Linked DNA regions of Gossypium hirsutum: region 1 is linked to region 2. Evidence: chromatin contacts called from public Hi-C data. All regions are on one chromosome and are shown on one strand. The core of a region is the stretch at or near the end of the contact, and the rest is flanking DNA. Distances in the headings are between cores, read along the strand shown. Region 1 has its middle 11 kb from the start of LOC121219577. Region 2 holds the start of LOC107887351 (pentatricopeptide repeat-containing protein At1g26460, mitochondrial).

What was found. Hi-C and Micro-C count contacts between places; a contact is called where the count stands out from the background.
Region 1: a Hi-C map of leaf shows a contact between it and region 2, with 4 times the contacts expected there. The contact joins the enhancer-like site here to the promoter of LOC107887351 in region 2. A contact is called at or near these places in 4 of 34 Hi-C or Micro-C datasets (callus and leaf).

The regions. Positions count from the first base shown.
Region 1 is chrA03:68,454,071-68,459,839 of Gossypium_hirsutum_v2.1, reverse strand. No RefSeq gene overlaps it. Among protein-coding and RNA genes, the nearest start is that of LOC121219577, 11 kb to the right of the region's middle. Within about 2 kb of position 3,724, at least 8 of the 9 cell types and tissues checked have an H3K27ac peak or open chromatin away from gene starts, as enhancers often do. A contact at or near this core is called in leaf, where this site is marked.
Region 2 is chrA03:67,903,424-67,908,688 of Gossypium_hirsutum_v2.1, reverse strand. LOC107887351 (pentatricopeptide repeat-containing protein At1g26460, mitochondrial) reads right to left here and starts at 2,876. Exons shown (of 6, transcript XM_041097891.1): 1 at 2,089-2,876; 2 at 1,327-1,549; 3 at 747-1,226. The coding sequence starts at 2,702. LOC107887353 (50S ribosomal protein L18) reads right to left here. Exons shown (of 2, transcript XM_016811558.2): 2 at 4,137-4,612. The coding sequence ends at 4,217.

The DNA.
Region 1 (5,769 bases), core at 2,475-4,974, 550 kb before region 2:
GAACCATATTTCTTTTTCACAAACACTATACATATACCCTAGGGAGATACGCTCGGTCGAATAAATCATCAGTCTAATAACTCTTACAATTGTGCTTTCAACTCTTTTAATTCAGCTGGTGCCATATGATACAGTGATATTGATATCAGTGCAGTACTAGGAACCAAATCAATCACAAGCTCAACTTCACGATCAAGAGATAAACCCGAAAACTTTTCAAGAAACACATCAGTAAACTCACTAACAACCGGTAACTGATCTAACTTCGATTATGATTCTCTGGTATCAAGAATGTATGCTAGAAACACTTCACTACCTTTATGTATCAACCTCTGTACGGAAATAGCTTAAATGACTCTAGCAATTCTATTCAGTATGTTAGATTCAACTGAAATCATTTCTCTCATCGAGTAATTCAAATCAATCCGTTTCTGTCTATAGTTTACCACAGCATCACATGACCTTAGTCATCCTATTCCCCGACTAATATCAAATTCATGAAATGATAGTAACATCAAACTAACAGAAAAGTCACAGTAATAGATATCCAGTAGATAGTTTCGACATACCAAAATAACAACTATACTTTAACCCACTAAATTATGACTAGAATATCAACTTAGTTAATTCAAAAAATAGGTCATTATCCGTTACTAACGCAATGCAACATATGAGTAAGTTTATCCGGTACCACTCAGTCTATGTACAATAAATAACATCAAATAAATAGAACATATCATGAATATTATCATGCTTAGTAGCTGCAGGTCTACAACTGTGTCTTCTGTCCCACTACAATTAACTCCTGTTTTATTACTCTGACTAGAGCGTTTACCTTTCTGAGACATAGATATTTTTTGACACTATTCATAGACTGTAACAGCCCAATTTATAGTGGTGTCGGAAATAGTTTGAGATCACTACAATTCGACAAATGAACTCATAAATTTTATTATTTAGTGTTTATAACAATTTATGAATTTAGGAAAAACTATAAATTAGTGATTTATGTTTTAGAAATATTTATTAGATTAATTAGTTTTGAAAACGAGGAAACGAGAGCTTGATTTCATAAACCGAGATGTAAAAAAATATTTACGGAGTGTTATTAGGTTAGTATTAAAGTCTTGTTAGAGAAATTTAACGTTTTGATAGTTTATTAATTAAAAAGGATTAAATTGAAAAAAAAGTAAAACTTAATTAAAGAAATAGTGACTAGATAGCTCAAATAATAAATAAGAAGGATTTAAAGAGAAATTGGGCCTAAATTACATAGGCTAGGCACCAGGGATATAGGAATTAGTAAGGAAATAATATGAACTAGGGACAAAATTGTAAATTTTACAAAATTAAACAAATAAATAAACAATTAAAAGAGTTTCTAGCAAATTCTTCATATTTATTCAGCCAAAAACACCATAGAAGATCCTTAGAAGCTGATTTTGCATATTCTTACTTCAACTGAGTTCAATTCTTGCTTTTTCTTTGAAATTTTTATGTTTTAAGACTTTTACAATTACGTCCAATTGTCTATTTCATTAATTTTTTTGATTTAATGAGTGATTTTGAGAACTACCATTGATGAGTGTTGGAAGTTTATAATGAATATGGATTTGAAGCTTTAATTTTATTATATGATGATTTTATCAAGTAATTTCAATAGAATTTGATTATTAGGACTAAATTGTGAATAATAAAAGAATTAGGGTTTTCTGTTAGATTTCTATGAATTAAAGGCTGTAAAATAGCTTAGAATAATGGAATAAATTGTTAATTGAGAAAAATTAGCTCAATTGGTGGGAAAATTGATAAATGACTAAATTGTAAAAACTGTTAAAGTTAGGGTAAATGTGTAATTTCAAAAATTTAAGGGCATAAATTGTGAAGTGAATTAGAATTGAATTTGATGCTGATGAATGAATAATTTTATATTATAGATCAAGAACCCGAAGACAAACGTGAAAAAGAGAAATTACCAAAATAGTTCCTGAATTTCTACAACTTCTACAAACTACCCCAGGTAAGTTCATATGGTTGAACTTTCATGATTAATTGTTAATTTAGGAATGATATCATGTATTATTTCATATTTTTTTATTGAATTATGATTATTGTAAATATATGAAAATTGAATTGAAAGTTCAAATTAAGTGGAACGCAGGATTGAGTACGATCGTTTCGTGACACAAGATGAATTGATGAATAAGACCATGGTTGGACCATGGCAATGTTTGAATGTAAGACCATAGTTGGACTATAGCATTTTAATGAAAAAAAAACCATAACTGGGTTATGGCACCTTGAACATAAAACCTTGGTTGGACCATGGCAGTATATGCATACGTGTAAGACCATAGCTGGGCTTTGACATCCCGATGATAAGACCATAACTGGGTTATGGCATTACAAGTGTAAGACCATGGCAGGGCTATGACAATTGTGTAAGACCATAGTTGAACTACGGTATCAAGAAAACGATGTACTCAAATCTGTAAGACATTATCTAATTTGACAAGGATTGGTAAGTATTACATGGATTAATGTGAAAAAAATTCAATAGTTATTGATATTAAGAATTCATCAATCGAAATTGTGGTTGGCACGAAATGTTGTGAAATGCTTAATCTAAATAAATTATTTAGTATGTTTAGTAAGATCTATATTTAATGCTTATAAACTTACTAAGCTTCATTAAGCTTACTAGTGCTGTTTAATGTTCTTTGTAGATTAGCGTAAGGTTGGAGGATCGGATCAATATATCAAGCCACACTATCCAGATTAAACCAGTAATTTTTGCAATGTAAATTTTGGTTCATATGGCATGTATAGAGTTAGTTTGAAAATGAAATAGATTGAAATGTGATTGTGAATCTTAAATGTTTGTATCTAAATAGTTAGAAATAGAATTTGATAAATCTATGGAATGAGTTAAATAGTTAAGTATAAGTAATGGAAATGTTTGAAATGTTATGTCATGTTGAGAAAATGTTTTGGCTTGCATTGTTTCCATGGTTGGGATATATTGGTATATAAAATTGTTGTGTGCAGGTTGATATTAAAAAAGGGTGAGAAAAGTAGCCTTAAGATGGTCTATTTTCATCTACACAGGCAGAGACACGAGCGTATTTTATCAATAGTTTAGGCTCTAGAAGACATACAATATTTGGTTTATTCCTAGAAAATACGGCCAAATTTGGCACTAGTACGACCTTGATAGTTCAATGATTTTTTTTTTTTGAAGTTTCAATCCACAAATACAAGGAAAAAGGAAACGAACCTCACTGTCTAGAACTTTCAAGAAATTCTGGTTGTTCTTCCGACGCAATTGTTTTACCTTAACCAACAACCACCGTGGACTGGGAAGTAAGAAATTCTGCCATAATACTTATAGCCTCAGATAAATGAATGTGTGGGCTACTGGACGTCTTAAAACCGCTCCTCCGACCAAGGATTGTTTTATTTAATTTTTTTCCCATGCCGTCCAACCCCCGATTTCTCTCTAGAATTGAGTCATTTACCACGTCACTTGAATTTCCCCAACTATTTTTTCAGCTGCCATTTGCTGAACCTATTGACTTTTATCAGCCTGTGTAGCTTGGTCCAAAGCAATGACATTCAGCTAAAAAAAAAATGGCCTAATATTTTTTCCATCAATCTGTTGGTCTGTAGTACTCCATTACCCTTTTCAAATGTGTCACTTTCATTTGTTCCTTTGGATCGAAATACCCAACACACCCAAGGCCCAATTCATGCCATTTTCCTGATGGGCCAACAGCATCCTTGATGCCCACACTTTTATTTTTCCACATCCGGGCCCCATAACTCCACTATCACTTTTACTTAAATTTAGGCTTAGTTTAGATGGACGGTGTGTCTACCTCTGGTGAGGTTAAAAACAGCAGTGGCAGTGAGATTAGTTACTATAGAAATGAGATTGGATACTATAGCGGTGAGATTAGAAACAACGATAGAATGTTTGTTTGGATTCAAACGCAGATGTAACAATGTAGTGAGAATAAAAAATGACTATTAAAGACATCAGATTAAAAATGATATATAATAGAAAGTTTTTAAATTATTTTATTTTTACGAAATTATTAAAAATATATGAATTTATAATTTCATTTAATAAAATATTAAAATGTATTTTATGATATTTTATTATAAATATTTTAATTAATTATATAATTATTTTTTATAAAAATTCACTTAAAAATATTATTTATTATCATGAAAATACAAACAATATTTTTTATTGGACTTAATAAGAACAAAAAGGTTATAGTGAAAAAATAGCGTTCTAGCTTTCTTTCCCACTATTACCTTTAGCTCCAGTCCAAAATAAAACCAGCAGTGAAATGGAAATTTTTAACCGTAGCTCACCTCAGTTATCCAAACATCAAACAATGCAGTGAAAAAGAATATTCTCTCAATATTCCATCTCACCTTGGCTTATTTTGCATCTAAAGGGAGCATTAATCTTGCCCATTGAGTAGCATTTGCTAGGGTTTCTTTACCTGTATTTTTGGCGCCTCTTGTTCCCTTATTCTTAAGATCAAATTCCTCCATGTCCTTATCTAGAGAGAACAACGCCATAAATCTTGATCCAATGAAAGTATTCTCCAAGTTTCCCGCACCAGTCACCTTATTGTCCCTCGATCTACGACGTACCTTTCGCTCTACCAGCATCCATGGCCCGTACGGCCCTTCGTCTATGTCCGATCCTTTGTGAGCCGTCTTCGATTCCTCCAGTTTTGAGACTATCTGCGGCGCCTCCGTCTCAGCATTTCTCTCCAAATGTCCATTTAGGCAAGTTTATTTTATATACCTGTATCTACCACATTCAAAGCAAACTGACGATAAAAATTCATACTCGACTCTCTGTGGTTTGCCATTAACCAAAACCTTGGATATTAGAGGCTTATCCAGACTAACATACACAACCATGCGGGCAAAACGCCATCTTGTCCAACTGTCGGAGCCATTAACCAAAACCTTGGATATATCCAGACTAACATACACAACCATGCGGGCAAAACGCCCTCTTGTCCAACTGTCGGTGTTCAGATCGAACTTTGTAACTGACCCAACAATTCCCCTATTTCCAGAAGGATTTTCCTTTTATACATATATCCCGGTAAGCCAGGAAGCCTAATCCACGCTATAACCACACTAAAAAAAGGTTGAGCAGGGTTGAAATTCATCGTCCAAGGCTGTACAGTTAGATATTGTCCATAGATAATCCAGGGACCCAAAAATTAAAACACAAAAAAATCATTAACCCAGAAATTTATTTCATATCACTGTTTTCATTTCTCTTCTGCAAGAAGAAAAAACACATAAAATCATTAACCCAAAAATTAAAATTCTACATGTTCGTTTCTCTCATTTCACCTCTTAGTAAAAAAAAATTCGAGAACATTTAAAAGCATAAGTAAACCTGAAAGAAAAGAAAAGAAAAATTCTTAAAAAAAAAAACTCATTTCACTGAAAAGCTTTGAACTTTTGTATTCAAGTACCTTTGATTGGATATTTTAAAAGTTTAGGGGCCACATATCCAAAGTACAGAGGCCATCACACTATATGTGCTTCGGGATTGAAAAGTGCAATACCAAATTAGTAGGCTCTACCTTCTTAAATTTTAACTACCTCAAAGCCAGAAGTAGCACCTAACTAGGCGGAGAATCACTGGGCACTAAAGGACCAGCAAGCGAACTGAAGTGTTATCTCTGTCTCTGTATAAATTATGAGTCAGCCTAACTTTGGGCT
Region 2 (5,265 bases), core at 1,627-4,126:
AGGAACTTATTGCATCAAATGTTTGGTAGGCACGCTCGATATCCCATATGTTCCCACATCCCAAAATTATACAATTCAGAGCGGCAACAGACTTGTATGGAGGGTCTGCACGACTTAAGTTCTCAAGTTGAAAATATACCTGGGAGAATATTTCAAATTTTCAACATCAGCAACACCCTCCTCTATAAATGAGCAAAAAATATGCAAGTAGGTTTATAAAAAATTTAAACAAGCAATGATGAATTGAATACCATAACAGCAAACTTGAAAAGCCTTTATTTCCCCAAAAGAGAAAAAAAAAGGAAAGAAAAGATTTCTCTCACACAAAAATTGTAGTTACAAGGATGTAAGTGCTAAATTCTGATAAAGTGGCCTACAGATGCAAATTCTAATATAATTGCCAAGGCATGCAGCCATCAATGAATGCATTCCAAGAATAGAATGATGCAGCAAAAATAATTTTATTTTAAACATATTCCACAGTTCTAAACACAAAGACAAGTGGTCTAAAAGGCTTCATTCAAATGCTCAATAAGCATCAAATGGTTATTGAGCAGCTTAAGGAACTTCTTTGAAATTTATTCATCACTAATATTTCTAAATTGGATTCATTCTAATTTAAAAGGCAACATGCATGCATGGTGATATTTCACATACTAATACCCTTCTCTTGAGAAATATAGCAATCGTCGATAACATTAAATAATAGATGATTCAAAGGAATATCAAAATGTAACAGGACATACTGAATCCAAAGTCTCAAAACCATTCTTGGAGCAAGCCACAACCAAGGGATATAAAGAGGTGAAAGGTGAGAACAGGTCTTCTGCTTCGTTAGTGGACTTGCCATGAGTAGCCTCAAACTCATGCAACGTGCCAAAAGCTTTCTGCAGATTCCCCAATGATGCATGTGCATAAATCTTCCCAAGGAAAGATTCAGGGTTGGGCACCTTCTTTTGACGCAATGAACGCCGTAGGATTGCCCAGGACACATCCAACAGTTTCGAACTGTATGTCCTACCCGCAGTTACAAGTGCTGAGACAATTAATCCTTCATCTACAGAAAGCAAGAAAGGCGGCCTTGCATTTTCACCCCGAGCAATCCATTTGGCCATAAATTCCAAGGCATAAAATGCTAGCTTGCTGTTATCCGCTTGCATTGCAACTTCTGCAAGATAGTTGCACAAAGTCCAATTTGGATAAAGAGCTCTATTCTGATCTGTTGTCTGCTAAGAGTCATAAGAACAAAGTTAAATAATCAAACACTGAGCAAAGGCTACCTCCTAATCGAAACAATATCATTAGCAAATAACAAGAGTCATATACCTTGCACATCTCAATGACATTGGCCAATTCATCAAGCCGGCCTTGTTTAACACAGCATGCCACACATTCTGTAAAAACTCGCATGGACAACTTATATCCAGATTTTAAGGCCATATCAATATGATTCAAGGCTGCTTCAAACTGTTGTGACTCAAATAGCATTCCAATAACCAAATCATAAGTCTCATCGTCAGACAGAGATTCTGTTCCACCTTGCAGCATCCTGATAGAAATAGATTGAAGGTGAATATCACCAATATTTTAGAAAACAATTCCAAAGATAAACATGCTAAAGCAGCGTATTACTGATGCTATTGAATTCCTAGAAAAATGAATGCACATCCTTATTGAAAGCAAATTGATTAAAAAAAGGTCTTTAAAGTTTTAAAAGGAAATATATATATTCATCCACGACCACACAACCCCAAGTCCGATAGTATGGCAGAAGTGATTGTAACAAAAAATATATTATATATATCATTTTAAATAAAAAATCCAAACTCTCAATATAATTACAAAAAAAGAAACAAAATTAACTTAAAGATTAATCCAAGCCCACTGCTACGAAATGCAAATAAACAAACTTTAGCAGCAAATTAGAAACAATTTTAGTTATATCCCTTCTCATTTATTAACTCAAATATTTATGGAACTTTCAAGCAAAAGGCAACCTACAATTATCCAAAACACCCCCAAAAAAAAACATAGGGCTTTAAAAGAGAGAAATTGGGGGGGGGGGAGCATAGTGCTACTATAACTAACCGTTCAAGCAGCTTCTCAGCAGCTTCAGTTTCCTTAGCTTGCTTCATAGCCTTTAAAACGAAATTAAAGGTCGCTGTATTGGGAACAATGGCAAACTCGTCCATTTGCGCCACCAAATCAAGCAAATCACCTGCCGATGCTCCGATCATAAAACTAGCCCTCAAATACTGATTATAAAGATTCACATCGGGCTTATTGGGCTTCCCATTCTTATCCAGCGATCGAACCCAGAACTCAAATAGCTCTTTCACGTCGGTCCATCGTTGCTGAGTCATCAAATCAGCAAAATGGTTCATTAAAGCAGGGGCATCAAGGATTTGGGAGAGGTATTGAATCCGTTGGCCAGGAGTTTGGCTGAGGAAGCCGAGGGGAATAAGGGATTGCGCTAGGGAGGTTGTTTTTCTGGCTGCGTTTGGGTCTCGCCAGTTCTCGTGGTAAAGGGGGCTGCCGGAGGCTGGGTTGGGAGGGAGAGGGGTGGTTTGAGTTTCAGCCGTGTGGGCTGACTCGGCAAGTTGGGGTTCTTGAGAGAGGTAAGGGAAGCTGGAAATGGATTTGGCTTGGCTTACTCGGAGTAGGATTCGTGTTCTGGTCAAGATCGCCATTTGTGAAGCCATTTTTTGTTCACTGTCAATAGTGAAGCAAAAGAGCTAACTTCTCAGGTTAGGGTTAAAAGGGGTTATCGCCTTTGAAGGAGACAATAGTAAATTCAATATTGGGTTAATTTCATTATACATACACAAACTATTTCCGATTCTAAATTCATCCCTAAATTAAAAAATGTTCGCAAAGAATCAAATTTTTATTGAGGGGTGAGATCGGTTTATAAGAAATCGGGGTATTTGGTTTTTTTATTTTTCGAATCGGTGGTCGGTACGGATTTGGGTTTCATATGGGCTTTGAGCTTTTGAATTTTATTAATAATTAGATTAAATTATTTTTGTTTTATGTTTTTAAGACATTATTTGGCAATTTTATTTTTTTTAATGATACATAAAATCTCAATTAATATATTTATTTAAAAAATAATTTGTAAAATCTATAATTAAAAATCCAATTAAACTTTGATTTAATCACACCCAACCTTCATTGAACATGGTTAAATATTAAATTATTTGTATTTTATAACTCTTAATGTGTAATGATAGCAAAAAAACACCCAACTTGGAAATGTTAATAATGATAATCCAAATTTTAAAAGTTTTAACAACAATAATAAATAAACAATGCATTCGTAAGAGGATGAATTTGAAATTAGATTTAGGGTTTATTTTTCATTTTTTATTCAATTATAGAATATGTAAAAGCATAATAAAAACTATATTTAGCTTTTAGAAGCAATGAGTTTTGTTTTAGGTTTTAAATATATTTAAATTTGGGTTTCTTTTTAAAAATTTTAAACTTTTTTTTTTACTTTTCGATATCTAATGAAATAAATTGAAATCTAATTGAATTGATGTGGTTCAACGAAATCATCTAATTAGAACTGAACTAAACTATAAAAAAACACGAACAGAATTGTCTATTCGACTCAGTTTCTTGGTTTGATAGGTTTTTTTTAACCCTAATTGTATTAATTAGATTACTCCCTCAGCTTAAATTGTTAACACGATAGTGTATGTTGTATTAACAAGTTGAGTATGACATATTAAAAAATAATGTAATAAAATTTAAGATTTTCTTTTAACAGGTCCATTTACCATTCAAAACAGTGGCAGGGCAATTAGCGAGTAGATTAAAAAAGTGACTTACTTAAACTACAAAATCTTTGGGTTTTGTTCGAGAACATTTGTGCATTAAGCCTTGGAAATTATACTACTTTCTCTTTTTGGGTGGTGATCGAGTTTGAGAAGAAGAAATAAGAATGGATAATTGATTCCTACTCTCCGGATGTGCTTCATTTTTTGTTATTGTTTACAGCTTATGTCTTATTCATGTTAGCTCACAGTATTATATGGTTTTGGCTTGATGCCAGCAAAGCATTTGCAGGTGTTTTACAAATACAACATTCATCATTTCATACTACATAGCACTAAAAAATGATTCTATTCTAATATCAAGAGGCTCAAATATTGATTGCATTCCCACAGTTCAGTAATAAATTAATTTACTACACCAATGTGTGATTGGCTCATACAAATATGATCCCATTCTCCTTAATGGTGTCAAGAACTATGCCTAGCTTACCTTCAATCCTCTCACCCTTTCTAGGCTCGTAAGACATTGCATACACATCGGCTTCCTTTGATCGTTCAGCAATAAGTTTCCCGATTATTCTGCATGCATTGTGGTCTGTGAGTGATGCCAAATTGTTTCTAAGATCCTTGGCATTCGTGGTTGCGACTGATATCACTTTGCTTGTACCTCGATGCATCACTTTTGCATGAATAAATTTCTTCGAAAAGAAAACATTTAGTAGAAATGGCCTCATATACATATCGGTCCTTTGTTTCCATGATTTCCTATTGGGTTGCTTTGCAGCTTCACCACGTGATCTCCTGGTCCAGGCAGCTTGAACAAAAGGACCCTAAACATAAATGCCAAACAAAATTAACTTGGATTCTCTTTTTGCTTCCTTCAACGGATTTAGTCAGTGCTCAGTGTGTGAATTGTCCGCTAAATATGCACAACAGGAAATCATAACTTACTATCATATAACAAATCAAAACAAACACCTTTCCAACTATTCGACATAAAAGCCAAAATCCGAACAATTTCAGATCCTAAAGTGTTGAACTGTACGAAGTTACATTTGGATTAAAAAGAGTGACTAAAATTATCAGCCAGATGTATTATGCTTTACTAAAAAGGACAAATTGTGCATACGAGTTCACAAGTTCACATATTTTGAGGTGAAAGTACCATAAAGGCCCCTGCATTAAGAGTCAGATTGCATTTAGCCCCCTTTAATTAGTCTCTATATGTTAGATCAAAGAGCAAATTGGTCCTTTATGTTAAAATTCATCAATTTTTACTCTTCAAAACTAGTGTGGCTAACCAAATAACTAGACAGTTGGCATGCCCACGTATACCTTATGCTGACATATAAGGATCAGTTTTTAACAGTAAAAACTGATGAAATTGTTAATAGAACTAGTTTGCTCACTGATCTAATCTATATGACTAATTTGCCCATTTTTTAAAGTAGAAGGGCAATATACAATTTCCCTCCTAGTATAA